2 separate regions of the Mus musculus genome follow, and region 1 is linked to region 2. A link is a contact called in public Hi-C data. All regions are on one chromosome and are shown on one strand. Each heading gives the region's core, a stretch centred on a gene start, on an enhancer-like site or on the middle of the called end of the contact. The rest is flanking DNA. Distances are from core to core; before and after follow the strand shown. Region 1 overlaps Ttc28 (tetratricopeptide repeat domain 28). Region 2 overlaps Ttc28 (tetratricopeptide repeat domain 28).

Evidence for each region. A called contact is a pair of places that touch in the nucleus more often than the background predicts.
Region 1: a contact with region 2 is called in a Hi-C map of the N1E-115 cell line, with 2.9 times the contacts expected there. The contact joins two enhancer-like sites. A contact is called at or near these places in 4 of 39 promoter capture datasets (the C10 cell line, cranial neural crest, second pharyngeal arch cranial neural crest and 1 more), 1 of 15 datasets of contacts at CTCF or cohesin (stem cell-derived epiblast-like cells), 3 of 484 Hi-C or Micro-C datasets (the N1E-115 cell line, bone marrow-derived macrophages and nephron progenitors), 5 of 115 datasets of contacts at active chromatin or transcription factors (differentiating embryonic stem cells, embryonic basal ganglia, embryonic stem cells and 2 more) and 1 of 9 other capture datasets (embryonic stem cells).

Annotation. Positions count from the first base shown.
Region 1 is chr5:111,159,019-111,165,659 of GRCm38.p6, reverse strand. All of the region lies in intron 5 of Ttc28 (tetratricopeptide repeat domain 28), which reads right to left. Among named protein-coding and RNA genes, the nearest start is that of Gm35628, 72 kb to the left of the region's middle. Within about 2 kb of position 1,914, at least 6 of the 459 cell types and tissues checked have an H3K27ac peak or open chromatin away from gene starts, as enhancers often do. A contact at or near this core is called in the N1E-115 cell line, where this site is marked.
Region 2 is chr5:111,009,921-111,015,949 of GRCm38.p6, reverse strand. All of the region lies in intron 2 of Ttc28 (tetratricopeptide repeat domain 28), which reads right to left. Among named protein-coding and RNA genes, the nearest start is that of Mir701, 8.8 kb to the right of the region's middle. Within about 2 kb of position 4,564, at least 38 of the 459 cell types and tissues checked have an H3K27ac peak or open chromatin away from gene starts, as enhancers often do. A contact at or near this core is called in the N1E-115 cell line, where this site is marked.

The DNA of each region.
Region 1 (6,641 bases), core at 665-3,164, 150 kb before region 2:
TAGCTATTTTATGCAAACCTTATGTAACATTCACAGTTCAAGGCACTCTGTAGACCAGGCTGGCCTTGAACTCAGAGAACTGCCTGCCTCTGCCTCCTAAGTGCTAGGACCAAAGGCGTGCGCCACCACTGCCCCAGCTCCCTTAGAGTGGCCTTGCTCATTAAAATTTCAACCATTCTTCACAGTCCCTCTCAATGACCAACTCTTTCATAAGATCCTTTCTGTTGACCCTTCTCTCTCTCTCCTGTCCCACCCCTTGCTGGACAACAGAGCATTTGCTGATGGACAGAGACAGAGGGTGTGCAAACCGTCTGTGCAGTGCTGAAAGGTCCTATATACTGTTGTGGGTGCCAGCCACTGGGCTAATAATTCTAGGGGACCCAGCCCATCTGTGGAACAGGGCAGAGAAGTACACCGACAGCCTCAGCTGTCCCCGGCCCTGTACGTGCAAGGGCTTTGAGCTGACACTGACCCCGAAGGAGAAGTTGACCTGTCCTCAAACTTCCAGATGACCAAGGAATCTTGATCGCCGACCACGCAGCTTCAGCCTACGGATGATCCTGCTTCGTGTGTCTAAGACAATCATCGGTGTCCTGGCACAACACTCTATGATAGTAAGCCCCGACAGACAGAGTGTGGGGCTCATGATACTGAATGCAAGCTAGTAAATCAAGATGCCCTCAGGCACAGGGAAATAGAAACTCATAAAACAATACTTTATCATTCCCACAGATTTCTAAGTCTCGGTTCTACCATCCCCCAGGGGAAAACCCCAAACCATTTGGGATATTAATTATGATAAAAATTTATTAAGGACTCATAAATGCTAGACGCTACAGGGACCACTTGAAAACAGAGCCACGCATCTGTGCTCATTCGGAGAAGATTAAGTGTCTAATGACAAGGGCTCCCGGGAACAGGAGGCTCTGCAGTGACTCACAGTCTCCCTGTCTCTCTCTCTCTCTCACTGTTTATTATTTATTTAGTCTCTCGGATTTCACACCAAACACCAAAAACTAATATGTGTTCCAGGTAAAATATGACCTCAGGGAAAGCACGGGGTAGCTCACTGCCGGCCTCATCCCTTCCAAGAGCCTGTGAAATACTGTCCACAGCACTTCCCACCCCCTGCCTCTCTCATGCTGAGACAGAACAGAGAGGCTTCACCTTTCCAGAGAAGATGGAGATGGAGAGAGAGAGAGAGAGAGAGAGAGAGGAATTCTTTTATCCTAACATGGAGGAGGAAGGGCAACTTCATTCATTTTCATTTACTTATCCATTTGAACATTTTTTTCAAATGTAAATGTTCGACCTTGCACAGAGCCTGGGGTCTCAGGGGTACCGCACAGTAATTAACACATGTGACAAAACAACACAAAACCCGACACGCACCTGAAATCTTGAAGGATTTACACCTGACAACCTGGCCAAGCTCCCCACACTCCGGGGTCAGGCTATTACATTTTAATAAAGTGGTGCTTCATGGAGTGGCATCCAGGAGGAAGAGATTAACGCAGGAAAAAAGCCAGGCCTGTGAGTGACCAGCTGACTGGCATGAATTAAACTGGAATCACCAACTATGATATTACATGAACAACAGAGTGTACGGGGTAGATAAATAGGCACAAAGAAGCCCCTGTAAAGAAGGCCGGCTCTGAGATGGAGGTGGGATGTCCTAGGCGAGGGAAGGATGCTTCACCCCACCCCCACCGCGGACGTTCCCTTTGCAAACCACAGACTCATTTATTGCAGTTCCGAGCAAGCTCAGGTGAGAATAATCCCCCAGAAGAAGTAGCTCATTGATTTTTGTGCTATGACGTCGATTTCCTCCCCACTGATCCATGGGATGGTTTAAGGATCCGAGGAGCAGATGAGGCCTGATACAGTGGCACAGACCCCTAAGCGGGAGCGGGGAGGGGTGTGTGTTAGATTCTGGGATCTGCGACAAATGAATAAAGCATTTGCTTCAGGGGTCTCCCGAAACCCTGGGAACTGGCCTGCAGAGACTATTCTCACAGTATTCTAATTGTCCTGGGCCGGCAGAGATATTCCTTAATAACTGCTAAGTAACAGACGGCACGGATCACAGGCTGGAGGAGGATAAACAGCGTCTGGAGAAGGGAGGGGCACCTCGGTTTGGTTAACAAATCTGAGCCCCTTGGGACTTCTTTCATAAAAGCGGATTTTAATTTCCCTCTACTCATCCTCTGTGAGTCTAAGCAGGTTACAGCCTCCCCGTAGCTCCAGATCCTCCACTGTTTAATTCTAGGGAGAAGGGAAGATATACATCCACTTTCTAATGACCTTTCAACTCTAATAAACTCCAATGATAATTACAGAATTTGTGCTGAGCCAGTGTGAGAGTCTAGTTCATCACGCCGCCCAGACCTTAGAGCTTGGAGGGAAATTTAGCCCTCATGCACAGATCTGCTTAGTGTGCCCCTGGTAGTAGATGGATCCTGGTTAGTGCTTTCTCTGTTAAATCATTTAAGACCCGAGAGCCGCATTTTGCCTTAAGTGGTGCTGCAGTTTCATAAGCAGAAGGGATGGGTCATCTCACGAGGGACTTGAAGTGACTGAGTTCTGGCTAAGAGGACGCCAGATAAAGACAGTCCCGACCAGAGACAGCCAACCATTCAACACATGGGGTTGGTTAAGCCCTTGACACATGGCAGAGGGTGGGTGAGGCACCAGGGGCACACCTGCCTGAGATCCAAGGGCAGCATCATGGCTCACTGCTGCCTCCCCAGCACCAGAACAGCAGTAAGGCAGAGAGGTGCTCAGCAAGAGAGAGACACGGTCCCTGAGAGGATGGGGGAAGTCTGCAGAGCTGACAGACAGCCCGAACAGGGCTACCACAATGATGTGGAAGAGGCCCTGATGATCTGGGGTTAGGGAGGACCGATAGATTACACCTTGCCTGGGTTCAGTGAGCGGAGGTTAGAGAGTGGGAGAATGCCTGGAAGGAAAGAGCTTGCAATGAACATCTGGGGTGGGAATTCCTCGAGGCCAGCCTCCTTCTCTGTGTAGCTTAGAAGTTGACGTTCTCAGTGAGTGGACTGTGTTTGCTTTGCCTCTGCATATATGATCCCACTGAACTGGATTCATGACTACTCAGGTTTAGGTCGAGTGCTCCCCAAAGGTCCAGAGGTAAAGGTATTATGTCAGTTGAAGTTGCATTGTGGGAGCTAAGGAAGGCCATTAGGAGGGGGAACATTTCAACACCCACACCGATGGGGAAAGGAAGTCTATAGTTTTGCGCTGTTAAAATTGAGGGTTAACATACTAAGGCTGGGAAAAACCGTACATGATCTAATAATAAATTCAGACATGAAATTAAACATCTCGCCATGGATTTACAAAACCAGTTCTGCAAAGTCACGTCTAACGCATGGATTCCACGTAGTGAGAAGGAATTACAGTGACGGAGAGAAATGGGATCATATATAACCTCCTACTATCATCAGGAGATTTCTTACTCTACATCGAAATCAACAGTAATAGATATGCACTCCCACACTTGGGAGGTGGAGGCAGGAGTTCAAGGCCATCGCTGACTACACAGCAAGTTAATGGTCACAGTGGCCTCCACGACAGCCTGTCTCAAAACCAAAACTCAACAGCAAAAAAGAATATATGAGATAAAATGATAAAGTCAGGCGATACATTGGACACAGAGAAGTACCATCAGTGGACAGAGTGTGCCCTTCAGAATTAAGCTAACTTGCTTCATGCTCTGGAGTGTCCGACACTATGCACTGCCTGCAGACCTTACCTGTGCACACACTCATCACTACACAGTCACCCTGCTTGCCCACCCACCACCATCTCATTCAGAAAAATCTTTAAATACCAGGAAGCTATCAGGTTCACTCATACTGGCAGGCACAGATATCCCCTGCCCCCATTCCAACTTCTCCTTACAACTTTGCAGTGATAACAAATGCCGTTGTCTTTAAGATGTCAGGCTTGCTAGTTCATTTTTTGATAAAAACGTCCCCAACATCCAAGTCAAGGAAACCATTTTTCTGCCACCCTTTTCACAGAAGACGATGTCCTGTGAGCTGCCACCCACAGTGTTCCAACCGTATGAGCTGGGAAACACATACAGTCACAGGTGGGGGTGGGGGTTCTACTGGAAGTGACTTTGGCTTTGGCTGTGGTGTAGCAGAGGCAAGCTGGGCCTCATACCCAGCTGACTACAGAGAATACTAGAAAGATGTGAGACTGGCAACATCCACAATTTTATTGCTTCATAGAGTGAGGGATAAGCAGACAGGCAGAAGGAAAGGCCACAGCTAGATACAAAGATGGCAGACTTCCAGCTTCTCTTGCATACTCCTGACCAGAGACCAGATTCCTGGCGGGTTTTTTCTCCAATCAATACAGTTTCCCGACCTGTGAGCAAATCTGAAAATGTTAAGGCCAGAATAGAATTACCCCAAAGTAGGGGGTCCATCAGCCTCCCTGTCTTTATTTAAACTGACCAATCCTAAATTAGGGAGGGAGACTCTCAAGGGACCCTGAGATCTCCAGTCTCAAGGTGTGATTGGACTTCAGCTTCCCAAGCCCCACCCCTTGCTGTGCGTGTGTGTGCGTGTGCGTGTGCGTGTGCGTGTGTGTGTGTGTGTGCGCGCGAGTGTTCAGTGTGTGTTTCCTCATTCCTAATAAAAGCCTTTCTTCACCAGCTGATTCAGTCTGCTGTCTGACATTTTCCTCCCCACTGCTACCTGTTGTGTGAGAGTTTTTAAATTGTCTTTTACTTTTTTTTAACTGACAGGGAAAATAAATCTGATCCAGACTCCTAACAAGTCGGGTGAGGACGCTCTTGGGAGAAAACCCTAAGCTCGTGGCAGAGAGGACAGAGAGGTTTATGCAGCCCATGCAGCTGCCTGGGTCACACTGAGACCTTCACAGGTGGGCCGCCCTGGCTTCTGGGCCAATATCAATAAATGTTTTTTTTTTTTTTTAACAATGCAAATGGCCTCTTTTATGAAGAAACTGACCTTGGAGCTTCCCTGGAAGGCTGGGGGTGGGGGGCTCAGAGCACACTGATGCTCTGCACAGTCCTGGACTCAGTAGATTTGAGCTCTATCCCAGGGGACCACTGGCCATGGGCTCCCGAGCATGCAGCTGGGCTGCTTTTAGCCTGGGACTATTTGGTTAACCAGTGATGGGAAAAGCACCAGACACAGAGAGCTACTGTAGAGAAGATCAGAGGAGCAGGCAACAAGTTGCAAACACTCAGAAGATGTTTACAGAATAATTTTTAGTCCTCTTCCTTGATGTAAGAGGGAGCTTATTCCATCCCACAGCTATCCTGAGGTCAGGGGAGGTAGGCAGCTCAGAGGACTGATTGTGAACTGGGACCCCCGACCCCCATCTGGGGCTCGAGTAAGAGATCGAGCCACACGGAAACGGGGGGGAGGGGTTAAAAAATGTTCTATGTGTATTCCGTCAGTAACCATGCCAACCGTCTCTGTCTACAGGAAGTGGGGGTGCCTCCTGAAGCTCCCCCATCACCACACTACAGACGCTCCCCCCACCTCCCCTAGGAAACCTGATTTTCATTTTCCCTTTGTTCTCTCCTGCGCACAGAGCTGCACTCGACATAATCTTTGTGATTTCAGACTTTCCCTACTCCAGCTGCTGTGACACATCTGGTGTCCTTTATCTGGGACACCTGCTTCAGGAGTTTGACAATCAAGGTGCTGACTCAGTTCTTTTCGGGGAACTAAAACTTTCTCGTTTCCTTAGGAGTGTTAGGCGTGAGGGACGAAATGTTTAGTAAAGCACAGTCACACATCTCGTTACCAGATGCCAGGCACTTATGCAGAGCAGGAGCTCAGACTGCAGTGTCTTGTTCAGCCCCGCCGAGACACTGTGTTAGTTATCTATTGCTGCGTAACAACACGTCCACAGACAGAGCCACTTAAAACAGCACGCATTCGTTGCTCTGTCTGGTGAGTCAGGAGTCCAGGCACAGCCTCGCTGGCTCCTGTGGGATGCCAGAGGCATTGTGAAGGCGGCATGAGCTCTCATTTGGAGACTGTGCCCAGGGGAAACCTGCTCCCCAGTCTGGGTAACACTCAGCCCCTTGTGATTATAAATCTCAGAGCTTCAGTATTTTGATGGCCATCAACGGAGACTTCCCTTGGCAACAGACATCCTGTCATCTGGAGATCCTACACATGGACACTGTAGCTACTGTTCCTTTGTATCCAACAGGGAGAGGGAGATTCCAGCAGGGCAGATGCTACAATGGTACACTAACCACACACACACACACACACACACACACCCCAAAAGTGCCAGCATATGCATGATTTGTTTGTGTGTGCATACTAACCTGTGTGTGTGCATGCATATAAGCCTGTGCATGTGTGTATATACAAGCCTGTGTGTGTGTGTATACAAGCCTGTGTGTGCATGTGTATACAATCCTGTGTGTGTGTATATGTGTGTATCTGTGTGTGTGCATGTGTGTGTGTGCACGTGTATACAAGCCTGACTGTGCATGTGCAGACGCCAGGAGGATATTGACTGAGGTCCTGCTTGATTGATCTCTGCTTCTCTCCCTTGAGTCAGGGTCTCTCAATCAGTCCGCAGCTAGGGTGGTGGCCAGCCAGCCCCAGAGACCT
Region 2 (6,029 bases), core at 3,315-5,814:
TAACACTGCAACACTGGAGCCACAGCACTGCAACACTGGGGCTACAGCACTGTAACACTGGAGCCACAGCACTGCAACACTGGGGCTGCAGCACTGCAACACTAGAGCCACAGCACTACAACACTGGGCCCACAGCACTGCAACACTGGAGCCACAGCACTGCAACACTGGAGCCACAGCACTGTAACACTGGGGCTGCAGCACTGCAACACTGGGGCTGCAGCACTGCAACAATGGAGCCACGGCAGCACTGGAACCACAGAGGAGCAGCAGCAGAGAGAGGCACCTTCACAGCACCAGCACGTTGATGGCTAAGAAGGTATGGAGAACAAGGACACAGACAATGCACTCTAATGTACTCTGGACTCTTCAACTCAAAGTCTTATGGACAAGACAGTGTCAGTGACTATCAGAGGCTAACAGTCCACTGCACCTATGTGTTCCTTCTCTGTGACGTCTATGGCAGCTCAGTCTCCTGGGTTCAGAGGTGCCATGACTGCTGCTCACACTGCTGTGGGGACCATCTTCCCAGCCCCCATTTCTGTTCACTAAAATGAAAATGTAATGGGAAAAGAGGATTTAACTCTTTAAATCATAATGAAGTTAATAAAGGGGCTGAAATATAAGCTTCATTTGCTCAGCTAAGCCTCAAACCCTTTGTATCCGATAGTGATAATCCCATGGCAACTAGAAAACACACTTATCTTATTAACGAGACTGGAATTATTTTAATTAGGTGTCTCCACATGCACCAACTGTTAGAAATCAGACTGTTTTGAAACAGTTGTTAATGACTTAACACGGCACACGTTCTTCTCAATTTCAGGCTGAAATCTATGTTTGAGACAGATGGGGAAGAGCCTGGCCCTGCTGTGTAACAGAGAAGCAGCCTTGTGGGCTTGGAGATGCATTTCCCACTGGGATCTAGCAAAACAATCTTAAAGACACTCAGAAAGACAATCATAAACTTTCATGGCATCTGGTACATTCAAAGTCTGGAGCCTGCTGCTAGTAACATCCAATTATGAGAAGAGATACTTTATCTCAGACACGAGTCTCTGAATTTCAATATCTCACAACACCTGATGACAATATCAGACAACCCAGTTTGATGAATTTACACTGTCCAGTAAATCCCTCCTCACACAAGAGCGAGGGCTGGATGAAGTTCCATTCTGTGCATCTCTGCCGGTTAAAAGTGGGATTGTTTCCAGCTTATTGTTAATTCATACAACTTCTGGAAAATATGAAAGGACTATTAATGTCTAAGAAGTGTTTTGGCCCTCCAAGGAGCCTGTAGAAATAGTAGCCCATGATGGCAAACTAGACGGTGACACACTTGACGCCTGGTGACCAGACAGTGGGCACCACCCTTCCTGGTGTTTCTTAGAAAGAGAATTTTCACCTGCCTATGAAGAAGCAGAAATATATTTATTCTTATTTTCTGACCTAATTAGTAAGCAAAGAGGCAGCATTCTGTCCATATCTGCCTAACACTTTCCTAGACCAGAGACAAAGACAATTCTAGAGAAAGCAGAGGGAGGAAGGCGCACATAGGTAGCCATATTAATTTCCAAATCTTCTTTATCTGGCATCTCCCTAATAGCGCTCTATAAACAAGTCTTTCCCCAGCATGCTGGACTCCTTAGGCTCCTGATCAGGAAATATGATATGCACACACAGACGCAACAGCAGTGCTTTATACAAGGTTTGGATATTTGGATAGGATGGTCTTTTGATTCAGTGTAAGATTGAGATAGGCATACTTAATAACCCATTTAACGGCTTCGCTCTCTGATCACATTTTTTAGAGCTGTAGTCATTTTACAGCAAATAAAAATTATGGTTGTAGCAAGGCACAGACAGCAATATCTTGAGCTAGATATTTGGCAGTGTTGGATACTTCGTGGCTCACACACACAGTGCATGTATAGGACTTGGTGACAAGTTCTGTAATATTTTTTTTAGTTCTCACATAGAGAAGGCATTTCTATTGGCTCTAAATGGCCAGAAGACCACCCTTCTGGTGACAGTTCCTCCATTATTTCTTCTGATCTGCCTCACAATATAACATAGAGTGTGTCTTCAGAATGTGGCGGAAGAAGAAGAACAATTGTTAAATTACACAGCTACAAACTGAAGATGAGATCTCTCTCAGAACCAAGTCTTAGTGCCCTCACCACTCTCACAGGAGCTGGAAGAACAGCACTCTTGAGAACCAGATCAACCCAGGAAGTTGTACAAGACTTACAAGTTTTCCGTCTAAACGAGTGCATTAGAAAGCAATAGTCCTGCAACAAACACAGGAGGACCACAGGCTTTCCAAAAAGAGGTGGGATGAGATGATACCTGGAAGACAGTCCTGGGTCACAGCAACAGCTATGGTGTCATTCTCATGGCCCACAACACTATTAGTGATAGCCATGACCATAAAGGCATGAAGATAACAGAGGAAAACAGTAATTCACCAGTCCTAGCAGGAGTGTGGCATGTGCCTGAAATGCTGAAGGCCACGAGGTTATGATCAACTGGTGCTACACAGCAAGAGCCTGCTTCAAAAACACTAAAGCACACACCCACACATACAATCACACACACACCACCAAGAACAACAAGCCACAATCTCAAATCACTACACACTCAGTGGTATACAGGCTATACAAATGTACTACCTAAATCATTAAAAAAATATATATAATAAATAACCAAAACCCATCATTCTTGCTGAGTCTGAAACCAAGACCACAGCATCATGACATACAGATTTCAGAACCCTGACTTCTCAAAGCTCTGGATGAAAATTTCCTAAGACAAAGAAAAGCCTTATATAAGAATTATTTCAAAGTAAGTATTTTAAAGCATTGTCATTCAGGATCAGCATAACCCAACAGTCTCCTGGGATCCGGGATTTGAGAGTAAGGAGGAGTATTCTGGGGCGGGATGGCACATCACTAATCCACCCCACTCTACTCTGAGAGGGGAGCTGTGACTGTGTAGGTTCTCCAAATAAAAACACAAAAAGGCCTTTAGATCTCTCAAGAGTTGCTCGACGGAGATGAACGGATGCTATGCAAACTGGAACCAGCGTCTGAGTGCAGCCTTGGTTATTAACACTTGGTCTCTGGTCCCTAAGCGTCTGAGTGCAGCCTGGTCACTAGGTCGGCCCCACCCACCCCTACCCTGTGCAGCTGCTGTTTCCCAGATCATCCTCTACTGTTTCAGGGTGGGAGGGAACCATTGTTTTCCACCAAGTTTGAAACATGTTGGATGTCTTCTGCTTCCTAGATCTCAGAAACTCCTCAACAGGGCTTTGCAGCTTCCGGGCAGCTCCAAGGTGAGGAGTGGCAGTCTCTCCCCACCACAGGTATGCCAGGAGTTGGCCAGCTCCGTTCTGGACTCTCTTCTCCTTCCTTCTTCAGAGCCCACCCGCAAGCAGCCCTGTTCCTCCGTTCTTCCGTTATTACTATTCCACTAATTTCAAGGGTTTAGCGTGTTCTGTGCTTTTCTGTAATTTTTCTTTCTGCATTTGGGGCTGGTGGTGCAAGTGAACTGCAAACAGACTGTAAAACAGCAGCAGGCAGACGTTCCCCACATTAAACACTTGAGCTAAGCCACTGCCTGGGCGCTTCTCAAACGTGATGACACAGGCTGCAAGGCTTGGCTTGGAGAGACCAAGCAGCAGCTCCAGCAGGGCCTTGGGAATGACCTGCCCCGCCCAATACATACAGGCCTTAAAACCAGAGTGTTCCTGGCCACCTGAGGGCAGAACAATGTAAACTAGATTTTATCATCATGGAGCTGGAATGCTTCGATGCTTCGATGAGCAGACTTAATCGATATGACAAGTAGCCTGGACGGCAGCGGCCACGTGGGTTAAAAAAGGAGAATCGTATTCTTTACATGAAAACTTACTTTAAAATCATAACGCAGGAAGGGTGTGCTACATTTCAAATAACTCATCTCAAGATTACTTAAAATGATAAGGAAGCAAATCTGCATTTTTTAAACGATTTAAGTTGAGAATTAAGAGAAAAAGTGATAAGCTGGCTGTCCCCCGCCACTGCCATAAGCTGTGGTTTGTGTCAATGAACAAAGACAAAATAAAGAAGATTCCTTGCTTTGGGCTGTTCAGAAGTGCAGTATAATAACTGACAGTGAGATTCAACTGAGAGAGAGGTGGGCTATCTTTATGCTCTTGGCAGGTGTTATAAACAATGAGGAGCAGAACCTCTGACTAATTCAAACTCAGACCCTTCCCTCTAATTCACTAGGAAACCTAGACACGTGTCAAAGCTCAAGTGAGCTTAAACATCTTCTTATTTTCCCCTGACACGGTCGACCTCTGGCATGTCCCATTGTCATGTGACGTCACGTGCTTCCAGCATTACTGATTCTCTCCCAAGTAAAGTGAGGACATGAGAGAACAAGGGCAACCTCCAGCTTGCTCCTGGTGGTTGGAATTCACAGCAGGAAATGACCTTTTAGAAGCAAGTACCCTGCACAGATGCAACTCTGCTCTCTAGAGAGCAGCAGTAAATCTGCACTTGTCAGGCTGTAGCCGGGGAATGGCCACAGGAAGGGATATTGGAAACATCTGGGAGCTAAGCACACCCCTCGAAGACAACGAGGCAAGGTGGAGGGTGTGGGAAGATGAATGTGTTAGTCTCCAGGCTGGGAGGACGGCGCAGAGTTCAGGACTGAGAATCACAGCAGAGAGACCTGCGGCAGGAGAAGCATTCTCCGAGGAGACAGGCAACCTCTGCAGAACCATATCCTTCAGGGATGAAGGGCAACACAGACAGTCAGTAAGGAGCAGCAGAAGCATACAAATGGGTGAGGACAGGCGGGAAGTCTAAGTCAGTTAGTTCCCAAGGGAAGAAAAGTGAGTGTGAGGGGATCCACACACCAAGAATGGTACTAAATTCTGTGAAGTGTCCATGAAATTCCATCGGAAGAGCTCACTGTCCAATTTTGAATAGAAACACCAGAAATACCTTCCTTAGCACTACGTGTAGATAACTATGTCAAAGCTCTAAAAGCTAATATCCACGTATGAGAGAAAACAGTAAGGGGGGCTGTAAGGGGGAGTAGAATGTGGGGGGTGCTAAAAGGGGGATAGAATGTAGGGGGTATAAGAGAAAAACATTGGGATAACAGCAAGAAGGATTGAGTGCAATGTGGAATGGGAAGGCAGGGTGAGGAAGGGGTATGGAGAGCGATACTGAACACTAAAGACCTTTTCAAAAAACCACATGAAACCTGTTACTATAGAAGCTTCCTAAAATATACACACATACACAGCTTAAATGGAATTACCCTGTAGCAGCAGTGAACAATGACCCTCCTAGATACCACAGGCTATCAAGGAAAAAACCCAGTATCGTCAACAGTTTAGCTCTTTTGGAGTTGTCAGTCAGTGGGGCCCCATAGACCTCCTAGCGTTAAAGGCTACTGCCATTATTCTGGGCTAGTCTCCAGAACTTGATGGTAAAATCCTACTGCCAAAGACATCACATCCATGAGTCATAAAACGTGGAGAAATCAAGCTGGCACCAACCTGGAACCTTCACCCCTACCGGCTGGCCACTTTTGTACAGTGGGAAGATGCTCCACATGCTGCCAGAGGGGGAAAGCAGTCACGAGCGATGAGTACTGTCAAGTATGAGAGTGACTGTGACGAGCCTGGCAAGACACACCTACTGTTGCAATAATGGCACAGACGTATGAGGCGACCAACCACATTCTGTCTGGATTTAAGAACCATTCCACAAGACAAAAGCCATGTTTGGCACTGCTGGTGGTGTCAAGAACCCTTGTCTAGAGACATGATAGGCCCTCAGAAATAATCTACTACTACTATTCTGCTAATGGGTCATAGCATGAAAAGGACTCCTAATGATTTATGATTACACGTGTGGGCCAGTACATCCTTCAACCCTCATCAGGGAAGCCTCTCTGTGCAGAAGATGAATATTATTACCAAGCCCCACAACTATTCAATGCGCAGAGTACAAGCCTGCACAGTGGTG